Regions from separate parts of the Macaca mulatta genome. Here region 2 is linked to region 1. Evidence: chromatin contacts called from public Hi-C data. All regions are on one chromosome and are shown on one strand. Each heading gives the region's core, a stretch centred on a gene start, on an enhancer-like site or on the middle of the called end of the contact. The rest is flanking DNA. Distances are from core to core; before and after follow the strand shown. Region 1 overlaps C13H2orf92 (chromosome 13 C2orf92 homolog). Region 2 overlaps CNGA3 (cyclic nucleotide gated channel subunit alpha 3).

The links. A called contact is a pair of places that touch in the nucleus more often than the background predicts.
Region 2: a Hi-C map of fetal cortex germinal zone shows a contact between it and region 1, with 2.5 times the contacts expected there. The contact joins two enhancer-like sites. A contact is called at or near these places in 4 of 14 Hi-C or Micro-C datasets (cortical neurons, fetal cortex germinal zone, fetal cortical plate and 1 more).

What each region holds. Positions count from the first base shown.
Region 1 is chr13:5,740,057-5,746,413 of T2T-MMU8v2.0, forward strand. It overlaps C13H2orf92 (chromosome 13 C2orf92 homolog), which reads left to right. Exons shown (of 11, transcript XM_028832198.2): 9 at 1,077-1,187; 10 at 2,858-3,008; 11 at 4,364-4,761. The coding sequence ends at 4,496. Among named protein-coding and RNA genes, the nearest start is that of ZAP70, 14 kb to the right of the region's middle. Within about 2 kb of position 2,400, at least 12 of the 40 cell types and tissues checked have an H3K27ac peak or open chromatin away from gene starts, as enhancers often do. A contact at or near this core is called in fetal cortex germinal zone, where this site is marked.
Region 2 is chr13:6,484,609-6,490,909 of T2T-MMU8v2.0, forward strand. CNGA3 (cyclic nucleotide gated channel subunit alpha 3) reads left to right here. Exons shown (of 8, transcript XM_001101944.5): 3 at 5,069-5,182. Among named protein-coding and RNA genes, the nearest start is that of INPP4A, 59 kb to the right of the region's middle. Within about 2 kb of position 4,098, at least 6 of the 40 cell types and tissues checked have an H3K27ac peak or open chromatin away from gene starts, as enhancers often do. A contact at or near this core is called in fetal cortex germinal zone, where this site is marked.

The DNA.
Region 1 (6,357 bases), core at 1,150-3,649:
CATGCTGGCCTCCCAATTTTCTCCAAGCTAAACTCAGGCCCTTTGACAGGTCCCATATGCCAACGAGTCAGGCACCAAAGGGCAAAGCTAGGATGCAAATATTTCTCATTTTCTTTTCTTTTTTCTTTTCTTTTTTTTTTTTTGAAACGGTGTCTTGCTCTGTCCTCCAGGCTGGAGTGCAGTGGCGCGATCTCCGCTCACTGCAAGCTCCACCTCCCGGGTTCACGCCATTCTCCTGCCTCAGCCTCCCAAGTAGCTGGGACTACAGGTGCCCGCCACCTCGCCCGGCTAATTTTTTTTGTATTTTTAGTAGAGATGGGGTTTCACTGTGTTAGCCAGGATGGTCTCGATCTCCTGACCTCGTGATCCACCCGCCTCAGCCTCCCAAAGTACTGGGATTACAGGCTTGAGCCACCGCGCCCGGCCATATGTCTCATTTTCGACTGTCTTCTTTCTATTAAACTCTTCTGCAATCCGTCTACCAATACCTGAGTATTTCAGTGTGGTTAATTTTCCTCTCTTGTCCTTGCAACTCAAGAAAATTTTTATAGTACTTTGTGGTTTCAAAATTATTTTCATGAACATTATACAATCTGTGAGGTAGGTCTTACTATCTCTATTTTATGCAAGTGGAGAAGTAGGTTGGGGCTTAGAGAGGTTCTCACTTGGGTCCTCTAAGCGTGGTCCTCTACCCACAGAAGCAGCATCTTTCAGGATCTGTGAGACATGCACATTCCCAGGCCTACCCCAGACCTACGGAATCAGAAACTCTGGGGTGGGGCCTGGGAATCTGTGTTTTCAAAAGCCCTCCCAGTGTGATTCAGATGCACACTTAAGTGTAAGAAATGCTGCCTCAGCTGTGGGTGGGTTGCCCAGGAATTTGTTAGATTTTTTAAAAAGCAAACAGAAACAAAAAAACACCAAAACGCTGAGGTTCTGTAGGCTTTATTTAGACTTTTCCCCCAAATCCTCCCTAACGCCTCACTTTGAGTCTAGAAGAAGCTACTTTTATCATAAATGCTGAAGTAATCACAGGCCGTGGTTGTTTGTAGATGAACACATTTTATCTTTTGTAGATCACCTTTCAGAGGAGAAGAGGTTTAAAGAATCCTCTCTGTCCGACAGGGATTTAAGAGAGCAGTTAACTACTGTAGATAAAGAAACACTTCAAGGGGCAGCTAAACCAGGTGGGAACCTATATGGTATAAACCAAGTATGATGCTTAAATACAGACAACTTCTGAATGTGTCTTTTGCCTTTCATGGTATTTTAACTGACACCTTTAGTTCACCCACAAAAGTGAAATAAATCTGCCGTGAATACAATCTGCAGTTAAAATTTATGAATTAAACCAACTCCAGAGGCTGGGCATGGTGGCTCACGCCTGTAATCCCAGCACTTTGGGAGGTCAAGGTAGGCGGATCACCTGAGGCCAGGAGTTCGAGACTACCCTGGCCAACATGGTAAAACCCCGTCTCTACTAAAAATACAAAAGAAAAAATTAGCTGGGCGTGGTGGCAGGTGCCTGTAATCCCAGCTACTCGGGAGGCTGAGGCAGTTCAAGAATCACTTGAACCCAGGAGGTGGAGGCTGCAGTAAGCTGAGATCGCACCAGTGCACTCCAGCCTGGGCAATAAGAGCGAGACTCCATCTAAAAAACAACAAACAAACAAACAACCGAACTCCAGGAATTTCACCACTCTTCCAAAAAGATGCTACTTTTATATTGTTTCTGCACAGCCAGGGCTTCACCCCTGCTCATCCCTGTGCCCAGACCTGTTTAGAGTGGGCAGAAACTTACCCATGCTGGCACCAAGCGCAGTACACCCCTCCACACTGCCACTCCCTGTCAAAATTATACCTGGTTGTCACTTCCTAATGCTTAGAAACTAAATGCCGAATTATTGCAGCAGAGCCTTTGAGCTGCTGGACACGCTGCCCCTTGGCATAGCAGAGCTGAAGGTGGGAGGCTGGACATGCCCTATTTTCTCCCCATCACCAAGAAGACCCTTGCTGAGCACTCCCCGTGTCTACATCACCAGCTGCCCTGGACAGCTCTCCACAGGAAACCAGCCGATACCTGGGATCCTACCTCCATGCCCGATTTCCCTGATGTCGTTTTCTTTTTTGGTCACATTATAAATGGATGCTGATGTGGGCTGAGATCTCCTTGCTTTGAGATCTAGCTAAGACTGCCGTGTTTTCCCCAGCCCGTGCTCAGCGGTATTCCCATCCACTCTCACACTTTCTGTAAGTCCTCAGAGGGGCTCAGGAGTTCAGGATCATCCGTGGCGTTGTGTTTGCCTCGTGCTGGTGCAGACGTGAGGTCCCCCAAACCTACACCCACGAGGTGGACTGTGTATGCAGTACCCCTTCCTGAGGCCAGGGGGCAGAGGAGGGGCAGCAGAGAAGAGGTTCTATCACTGCCTATGAAAAGCTGCAAACGGAATATTTGTCTCCATTGTTCTTCAAAGCCTTTGCAGTAGGATTTCTCAACCTCCTCTAGTGCCCCCGCCTCCTGTCACCCACCTGAGCTCTCCTCTGTTCTTCTCTTTACCTCTTACAAACTGGTCTGTGGAACTTTATTTCTGGTTGCTTTGTTGCGTGCCAGCCCATACCCTCAGTGTCTCATCTCCACCTCCCAAAAGCATCTCATCTTATCGCCAAATAGCAGATGAATGCATTTCCCCAAACAGCCAGTTCCTTCCCAAGAAGACTTCTGGAACCGGTGGCTAAGACGCCAAGGTTTTTATTCTGTTATGAATGGAATGAACAGGTGTCCCTTGCAGGTTTCGTCCTGGTGGTGGGGGGCCCAGCGGGGATCTCTGTTCACTCTGCGCTGTGTCTTCTCATTTAGATGCTCACTTTAGGACTATGCCCTGCAGGCAGCTTCTGCATTTCCTGCAGAGGAACACCATCATCGCCGCCATCTCAGGGGCGGTCATCCTCACGGCCACCGTGCTGTTGCTGCTTGGTTTGGCCTCATACATCAGGAAGAAACGACCATCGTGAGTAGTGCCGGCATGGCCTTCCTTCCAAGAACCTGCGGGTGTTTGAACTCACGCTGCCCCCAGGGCTTCCTGCTGATCCGGTTTAGGAGGAGGGCGGAAGCTGCAACCCTGGTCGTGCTTCGGCATCCCCTGGCCTGCTCTGTCAAAGCACACAGGACCTGGGCCATGGGTTTTAGGCACAGCCTGGGTGATTCTGATGCACAGCCAGGTTTGGGGATCCCTGGGTGGGCCAGGGTTGCCTCTCAAGGCCACTGCAGTTAGGCCAGACCTGTCCCCATATTGAGGGCTCTGGCTGAAAGATTGGTAAATAGAAATATGGATTTACAAAAGAAAGGAAAAACACAAATCTAAGGGGGCGAGGAGGGCTGAAGCCACAAAGGAGAGTGAGAGCAGGGCTGATATCAGCTCATTCACACTGACACAGCTGCCCTGCTTGTTAGAATACTGAAAGCCTTCCCTGAGCTTCCCACTGACCTCCTGATCTTCTCTGTGCTCCTGCAAATGAAGGGTTAGTGCCTGGCATAGCTGTGGCCCTCCAAGGCTCTGCTTCAGTGGTGGTCATTTTGACCGGTCAGTGCCTGTCTACACCAGTTGTTAAATATTTTGGTTAGGCCTCTAGATGAGGGAGCTCAGGCACAGAGGCACTCACCATGAGCAGGCACTAGAAAGCAAATGGTTTGCACGGTGATGTGTATGCATAGCTGCATTTTGAGATTATGTGCTTCTTGCTGCATCCCCGGGGACACGTATTCCTGACCGCAGAAGGAAGAGCAGCTCCCCACAGTCCCTCAGGTCCTGCCCGACACCGGGCTGAATGCTCAGCTTGCCCCTAGAGCAATGGGGTGGAGGCGTGTGATGAGGGGAAGTGTCCGTCCCCACCGCTACCCACCGTCTGACTCCAGAGGTAGCAGGGTTTGAATTTTCCCACAAGAGTGGCATTGCTTTTCCTCCATGCCAAGGTTCCTGGGACTGGTGATCCATTCAGGCCACCTCCCCCCATCCCCACCTCCAGCATCCTCTTCCTACCAAGGCTCATCCATTGGACCTGCCATTTTCCCTCCATGCCCCTTGAGATGCCAGCAGAAAGTGGTTAGAACTGTGGCCCCATCCCACAGGGACCAGTCAAAGCTGTGGATGGCCTGAGTTAGTTAAGAGAAAGTGGGGGGAAGAGAGTTTCCCAGAGGCTCTGTGCTGCCCAGAGGTAAAAAGAATTTCACAGATGACAAACCCTACTGATGGGAAACAGAATCCTCACCCTGGGAAGCGCCAGCCTCCACCACTGCCCAGCGAGTAGACGGCAGGAGCTCCTGTGCACTGAGCTGAGCACTATGGTTTTTATTGTTTTGTTTTAGATCTCCTCCGGCAAACACGACATATAATATTTTTATAATGAATGGAAAGACATGGTGGCAAAATTCTGAAGAAAAAAATTTCACAAAATATACAAAAAAAGAGAAACAGTTGAAGAGCAGCTCCTGTGTCTAAGCCAGGTTGCGGGGCAGTCAAACCAGGACTTGAAACCACGATGCGAGGACATTTCTCCATCCACACACCACAGGGAGGCAATTCCATTTCTGCCCGGGGAGGTGTATTCTACAAAAATGTCTGCTTCCCGTCCCAATTTGAATGGACCAAGAAAAACTGCTTTGCCACAGGACACCTGTGGCAACATGGCACTGATGGCCGGCGTCGGCGAACCCAACAGACTATAGACTTATCATTTAATAAAGCATTGATTCATTTATTCAGTCATTCATGGAACAGATATTAATAGACCACCTCACATGCTGACAATATCAAAATACAATGAGGAAACTTAAGAGTGACCCAGATATGCATTCTGTCCCAAGCAAGATCATAGTCCAGGGTGTGAACACAACCACACTAAACAGCTTTTATGGGAGGTGGGAGTACAGAAAGTTTTGTATCTACAAAGAAACTGCTAAGAATTATGGAAGCTCCCCACGAGGTGATTTCCTGCTTGCATGACCAGGAAGAAGAAATGGGGTAATTGAGAGTGTCATGAAGTGGGGTTATTTATTTATTTATTTATTGAGTTGGAGTCTCGCTCTGTCACCCACGCTACAGTGCAGTGGCGTGATCTTGGCTTGCTGCAACCTCTGTCTCTGGGTTCCAGTGGTTCTCCTGCCTCAGCCTCCTGAGTAGTTGGGGTGACAGCTACGTGCCACCATGCCTAGATAATTTTTGTATTTTTAGTAGAGACGGGGTTTCACCATGTTAGCCAGGATGGTCTCGATCTCCTGACCGCATGATCCTCCTGCCTCGGCCTCCCAAAGTGCTGGGATTACAGGCATGAGCCACCGCACCTGGCTGAAGTGGGGTTATTTATAAAGCTGTGATCAGGGTTAAGGGAAACTGATGAAGAGTGGCGCGGCACCTGGAGCGAGCGGGAGCGGGAGCTGATGCCATTAGGGGAGGCTAATGACAGGCTGTAACCTTTGGTGGAGGAACAGGGACACATTGGAACCACTCAACAGGGAGAGATCAGGGCGATGAACACCCTGAACGCCTGCTCTTGGAGCCCTTTGATTTCCTACAAGTGAATTCCATTGGCCATACGTATGGCCACTTACCAGGATGACTTTCCTCAATGCACAGTCACCGTGGTAAGTGGCCACAGGTCCCCTTGGAGACCACTGAGAGAAAGATGAACAGTGTACATTTTTGACAGTGTAGTAGGGCTCTTCCTCAAGGAGATCCAACCTCCCCATCATTTAATGGGTTTGGGGTATATAACCTAGCTCATGTCTGGGAAATAATTGAGGGACTGTTACTCTCTATTTTGCTAATTCAAGTTAGACGTCTAATTATACAACATGGAACTCTGCTTGCACAGATCAAGTCAGAATTTAGTAGATTGCTTATCTACTTCTTTTCTAGGGACATCATGATGAACTAGACAGTGCCAAAGGTCCCTGTGAGTTCGACTATTCTGGCTGACATTTTGACACCACTGTTCATAACAGCAGCCATATCCACCTTGCCTTTGACAATAAGTATGGCCACTCAGACCTCACCGTCCTGGGATCCAACTATCTGCATTGCATTTTGGGATCCCAGTTTGATGGTAGCCGTTTCCATCGTCATTTCTGACCTGCAGAAAGGAATTACTACAGAGCTCTCAAGGACTCTGGAGCCCTCCTCACCAATTTATTTCTCATAGTCATGATAAAAGGTGTATTGTTTGGACCCTTCCAGGGTGGGTGAGCAGGTCTTACATGATAAATCCACTCTAATATTCCAGATTCCTTAAGCCTTTGGGTCCCTTCCTCTACAGTATAAGAATAGAGTTCTGGCATTTCAACTTCATTTACTGTGGGTTATC
Region 2 (6,301 bases), core at 2,848-5,347, 750 kb after region 1:
CAAAATGAGAGACAAAAAGAGCGCTTCCTTTATGAGAGAGCTATGCTTTATCTTACAGAGGCAAGAGTGGCTTTAACCAGCCACAAATTTTCAGAATGTTCCTTGGAGTCACAAAGGAATGACAATGTGTGCTCAGGATGGGGTACAGTGGCCTCAGGGATGGAGGCTGGGCCCAGCCCCTCCCCGGCTTCCCAGCCCAGCCCCGCACCTGTCTATCCACCTGATTTGAACAAAGGACTCTGACACCTACCACGGAAAAAGTTTTAAGTTTCAAATCACTATTTTGGAACCAAGAGAAACGGTGTTTGGACAAGCCACACCTCTTTGTCTTGAAATTCCAGTCCTTTTGGAAAACTTTTGAGATAAATGATTGAGAACTGGGGTACATGAATGTTAATCACTCTTTGTCCTCAGTGATATCAAGAAGGCTGCACTGGGAAGCTGCGTGTGGCTGTGGCCCCTTGCTGACTGCCCCCAAGAGGAAGGCACAGCCAAGTCTCTGTCCCTTGAGACTTCCCTGCCCCAAAGTCTTTTCACCAAATTGGAGGCCCAGTTTTTAAGTTACTGGAATTATTTTTATAGTGGAACGTCATAAGGAAGAATGAAAACACTTCATTTGAATGAAAACATTTTACACCCTGGAAACACCAAAACTAAGTTTGAGTTTTTCTTTTCTACTTAGCTCTTCTTAGTTGGCTCAATTATTTAAGAGCTGTCTGGCAGATCTGTGAGGATAAGGCAATAGAAGCAGGCTATTCTCTGCTACGAAGAACTGCAGCTAGGACTGAGGGCACCTTAAATCCTGGATGCATCTCCTGGTGTAGCCGTTTTGAATGAGCTTTGGGGCGCAGGGGTCTGTGTCTGACAGAAGAGTGGTCTTCTCGTGTTACTCCCTGAGCGGAGCCCAAAGCAATTACCACCGAAGAAAACAATTTTCATCCCGCTTCTCCAGGACCGAAGACTTAAAACTGCATTGGCTTCAGTCCCCCACCACATGTGGCCAGCAGCAGAGGGTTACAATCATTCAAGTTCCTCAGGGCTTGAGAAGGGGGAAACTCAAGTGTCATATTCCCCATCCTTGTGCTGAAAGGCCACCTCTGTTTACTCTCACGTCCCCAAACCCATCTTGCTGGAAAACATCAGATGCTTCACCAAGTGCAAAGTTAATTTCCAGTTCCAGTTCTCGTGGGAGCCCCTGTCCTCGCCCAGTGACAAGAAACCTTCACCTTACCAACATTAATTCCTCTGTGCAAATAAACGTAGAACTTGAGCATTACAAGGTGAAAATTATGTTGTCTTTCAAAGCAGCTCTCTCCATTCTACTAGTTGTTCTTGTTCTTGACAACTACCAACGTCAGGGGGGCCTCTTCCTTGGAAAGTATCGTCCCCACGTGGGATCTCAGAATAGCCACCCACACGTGGGAGGGAAGCTCCAGGGTTGTCCTGGCCTGGTCTGTTCATTTTACAGAGACTGAGGTCCTGTCAAGCCACTGCCCCAGGCCCTTCCACCAGCCACAGGCAGGACAGAGCCTGGCCCCAAGACTCTCATTTCCCAGGGAGACTCTAGTTACCACTCTTGCATTAGTTGCCAAAGTATCTCCCTTTTTTTGGTACCTGTGTGTCCTTGGGGACTCCAAATGTCATTTCAGACATCAGTTCCTCTCCTCTCTTCCCACCTCCCCTCCATCTGCCTGGTAAAATCAGTTTCTGGGAGAAGTAATTAATGAGGTTTACTATGTAAACACCCCCAGGCATTTAACATAGGTAGAGCTCTGGAGCTAAAAGAAAGACATTGATCTAACAGAATTTCAGGCATTGAGAAGGAAGTGGGGCGGCCGGGCGCAGTGGCTCAAGCCTGTAATCCCAGCACTTTGGGAGGCCGAGACGGGCGGATTACGAGGTCAGGAGATCGAGACCATCCTGGCTAACATGGTGAAACCCCATCTCTACTAAAAAATACAAAAAAACAAAAAACTAGCCAGGTGAGGTGGCGGGCACCTGTAGTCCCAGCTACTCGGGAGGTTGAGGCAGGAGAATGGCATAAACCCGGGAGGCGGAGCTTGCAATGAGCTGAGATCTGGTCACTGCACTCCAGCCTGGGCGACAGAGTAAGACTCCGTCTCAATGTCTCAAAAAAAAAAAAAAAAAAAAAAAAGGAAGTGGGGCAAGGCATAGGGAAGAAATGGGCACCCCCATCAGGCCCCTGGAGCTTGCATCATGTAAGGCTCTCCCTGTTCTTCACGGACAGTTGTGCCTTTCTGGTCACTGAAATCCACATGAAATTGCCAACTTTCGCTTTATTTGCTTTGTGAAGATCAGGAAACTTAAGCCCAGAGAGAGTCAGTGACCAGTCAGCAGAACACTCAGCCTGCAGGTGCTGGAGCAGAGACTCCAACCAGGACCTGACACCTTTCCACTCTGCCTCCTCCCCCTGAGTGGGCATCATAGATCCCGTCCACATGCAGCAGCTCTCACTGCTGCTGGTTGCAGGTCTGCTTTGCAATCCTGGGTGGGTTTTGCCCTCCTCACCCACCCACCAGCTCTGATGTCATCCAATTCCTTTGCCGCAAATGCAAATAAATCTGGTCTCAGGATGTGCCCTCATGCAATTAGCAGGAACCAGACTACGCTAAAACGCTGGGCCGACTGCTTGGTGCCTAGAGCTCCCTGAGGAGCTGCTGGTGGCAGCAGAACACCTCCATCCTTGGGATTGCCTCCAGATCTTCCAGGCACACAGGCTGTGACAGGGCCCCCGCCCAGCTGTCTGCTGCCACACCACCACCCCCATGCCATCTGCTCGAATCCAAGGACCTCTGCCACCTCCTCCTGCAACCAACCTAGGTGCATTGGAACATGCATCCTACCTTTATAGTATACAGAATATGAAGAGGGAAAGGGAATCGTAGCTTCTGGACTGCAGCAGGGCCTCTGACAGGGTCTTTCACGTGCACGCAAATGAGACGAGAGCGGGTTTCTTATGCGTATAAGGGGAGAATTCAATCAGATGGTTTGAAAATAAAGAGCCATGCCTATGGTGCAGCTGTATGGATTAGAGCAATGTCTCTAGTGGCACGCCACGGGGCGCAGTCCTCAGCCATCCTTTTAATTTCATTTTCATCTGTGCCATATATGAAAATATAGGGCAGCTTCATGGCATGGATGACAGCAGGTTTTGAAATGGGATGGAATAACATTGGAATCTCGGCTGTACCACCTGGCTGTGGGACCTCAGTGAAGTTGCCTAACATTTCTGAATTTCCATTTCCTCTCTCACAGGGTTGTTGTGTGGATGCAATGATAAAATGTACGTGGCTGGCATACAGTAAAGAGCCACTCAATGGCATGTAGTTTGTGTATTGTGTTTGTGAGTAGAATGGTGTTGGAAGGAAAGGTGAGTGTGTTCTCTGCATACCAAGGCTTCCAACACATCGAGAGACTCGGATCAATGGGAAGGTCCAGTACTTAATTCCAAAAAAATCAGTTGCACATGCACAAGCCGGGGTCCTCTGGCTGGCAGCAGCCCGTGTTACAGGACTGCTTTGGGTTTTCGCTGATGGTAGCTGGTGACCATCAAAAACCACCCAAAACACACAAAGCAACAAAGGGCTTCCCAGAGTGGGTTCCAGTCACAGCAGGGTGGCCTCAGTCTCCCTGCCCAGTCAAGCAAGACCCCAGGAACTTGTTCATGGGAGAAGGACCATGACAAGGAAGGGACTTGACCACAAGGAGGAATGGCTGGGTGAGCTGGGGGTTCTGGCCTGCAAACCCACAAGTCGCACAGGTTCTGGTCATTGAAGGTAGAAGATCAAGCTACCCGACTCCCTGTGGTTCCAGCAGAGACCATAGCCTCAATGTGGGGAGGCCGAGGGAGGGAAGAATCTGTGGGCAGGTGGGGCAGTCAAGAGACGGCCCAGACAGACCGGGGCACAGGAGTGAACTCCCTGCTGCTGGAGAAGGCAGGGAGGAATCTGTAGGAGAAGCAGCAGCCCGGCCACCGGGATTCAAGGACTCTGACTTCTAATCAATCACCAGGGAGAGACTGAAGCTTTTCCCTGGTGTTAATTCTTGCCTCCTTGTTAAGAAGGCTAATGAGGTTGGAACAGGTCACGTGATAGAATTAATTTGTCTTGCCTGGGCTCCTCAAGATTCATAGACTGAAGTGCAAATCCCTAGAGGCTAATGCCTGGCTGCCTTTTAATCAGGCTGATCAAACTTCAGCCCAAGGGGGTTTAAAAGAAAGGCAAATATTCCCAGACACATTCCTAGTTTTTTTCCAGGCAATTCAACCAGACTCCGCTGGTGTGACTGGTGCTTGTATGGAGTTTCGGGCACCTGTCCTTTCCGGGATCACACTTTCCACAATGGATTGCACAAGGGGGTCACCACACCTTACCTCTGCCTTGCAGGAGAGAGAGCCTAGTGTTTGGCAAAAGGGACTAGGGGAAGTGGAGTCCCATTTGAAAGCACTGTACAAATTATTTGAACTGCGTGTAGAGGGCTAGGCCAGTTCTGCGCAATATTCCAGGGCCTTCGTGTTAACCAGTGGGTTCCCAGGAAGGCTGCCAGACAAGCCCACAAACAACTGCCTAGGCAGTGTGGCTGCAGCACACGCAGTAGGAAGGGAGGCTCAGGAAGACCCCTAAGGAGCGGGTATTCAATCTGGCCTCAGAAGATGAAATTCAGTAGGCGAGAAGCGTTGGAACCAAAATCCTCGTTCTGGAGTCATTTTATGGAAGCAGCTGCTTTGGCTTGAAATGGCAAAGCCCCGGGACCTCTCCCCACCCAGTGCTTTGATGAGGGCCAGGCCATCATGTACTGCCACCTCCCCATCCCTTCACCTAGCCCTGGACAGTAGCTGCCTTCTTTGCTGTAAAGGAAAGGCCACGTTTATACCAAAAGCCAGAATCCATCTGCAGGAGGCAAAGGGAAGTGGGGAGCCCCTGGGATGAGGATCTCTGAGGGCGGCTTTCTCTGTTAAGCAGAACATCTGACCGTCTCACTCCTGGCTGTGTCCAGGAGGCGGATGGGCTTGAAATCAGTCCCACTTGCTGCATATCTGATTTCCTAGAGCCCACTCGCCAGGCGAGGAGACATCGTCAGCGCTGCAGCCGGGGATCACCGTGGAGACCGGAGGACTGGCTGAGTCCGGGCAGGGCTCCTTCACCGGCCAGGAGCTTGCCAGGTAACCGACCGGCTTCAGTCCCTACCTTGGCCTGGGGGACGCTGTGGCAGAAAGAAGGTAGTGACCTCTTCAGAAGAAGGGCTAGATGGGGGTGGAGCTGAAGATCTGGAAAAGAAAGGGTCAGGAGCAGAGCAGCCTGAAAACTCTCAGTGAGTCATTTCCTCTTGGGTCAGCTGTTCTGAGTTCAGAAAAGTCTAAGGAAAACTGCCTTTATCTGAAATTGCTTAATGAAAACTGACATTGAGGTGCTTGCTCAGGTTTGGAAGATTTCAGAGCAAAAGCCAACCGGAGAAGGTGGTAAGAGCAGCCAGCCGTGGGAGAGCTTGGATTCGGTGGACGCGGTGGTGTGCTGAGGGTGATGGCGATGAGGTCTGAAATAGCGCTGGCAGGGTCTCCCGAGTGCTCGTCTGGACCCCAGGGCAGGTGTCCCTGCAAAAGCATTTGTTTGCAAGATTAGTAAGACTCCAAGCTCTGCCTCCCTCTGATAACATCCGTACTCCAGCTTCAACAGCTGCCCCATCCTGAGGAAGTCATTTAGCCTTTTCAAGTCTCCTCTAAAAATGCATCTACCAGTGCCTACCCCACAGGTGGCTTGAAAGCTGCTTCAGAGCCAAGCACTGACTCACGGCAGGTGCCCGGCAAACACCAGGCTCATTATTTCCCTCCACCACGTGGTTTTTTCCAATGCCAGAGTTCTACATAGTCATATGTTCTACACTTTTTACTTCAGATTATCGCAAAAGAAATTCACATTATCTATTTATTCTTCATGCTTTTCATTATGAAGGCTACTGCTCCACCGTTGTTTATTAACTAGTCCATTGTAGCTGGGCATGTAAGTGATGTTCAGTGTTCGCATTTTACTAATAAACAGCTGTCTTAAGGTTCTTTGTTCATAAAGGGAAAAAGAGAACACCTGTAAGTCAGCTCTGCAGGGCTGACACAGGGTGTGTTGTAAGCTAGCAACGCAAGCTATCTCAGGGAAACAGAGCCCGTGGGGCTCGCAGAAGGGGACCTGAGGAGGTAGCCACCTTCCCCCTCCCATTTTCTCATGGAGTTTCATGGTCTTTGTGCTTCTTTCTGCATGTCCCCTCCGTTCTGGCTCTTTCTGTTCCCATA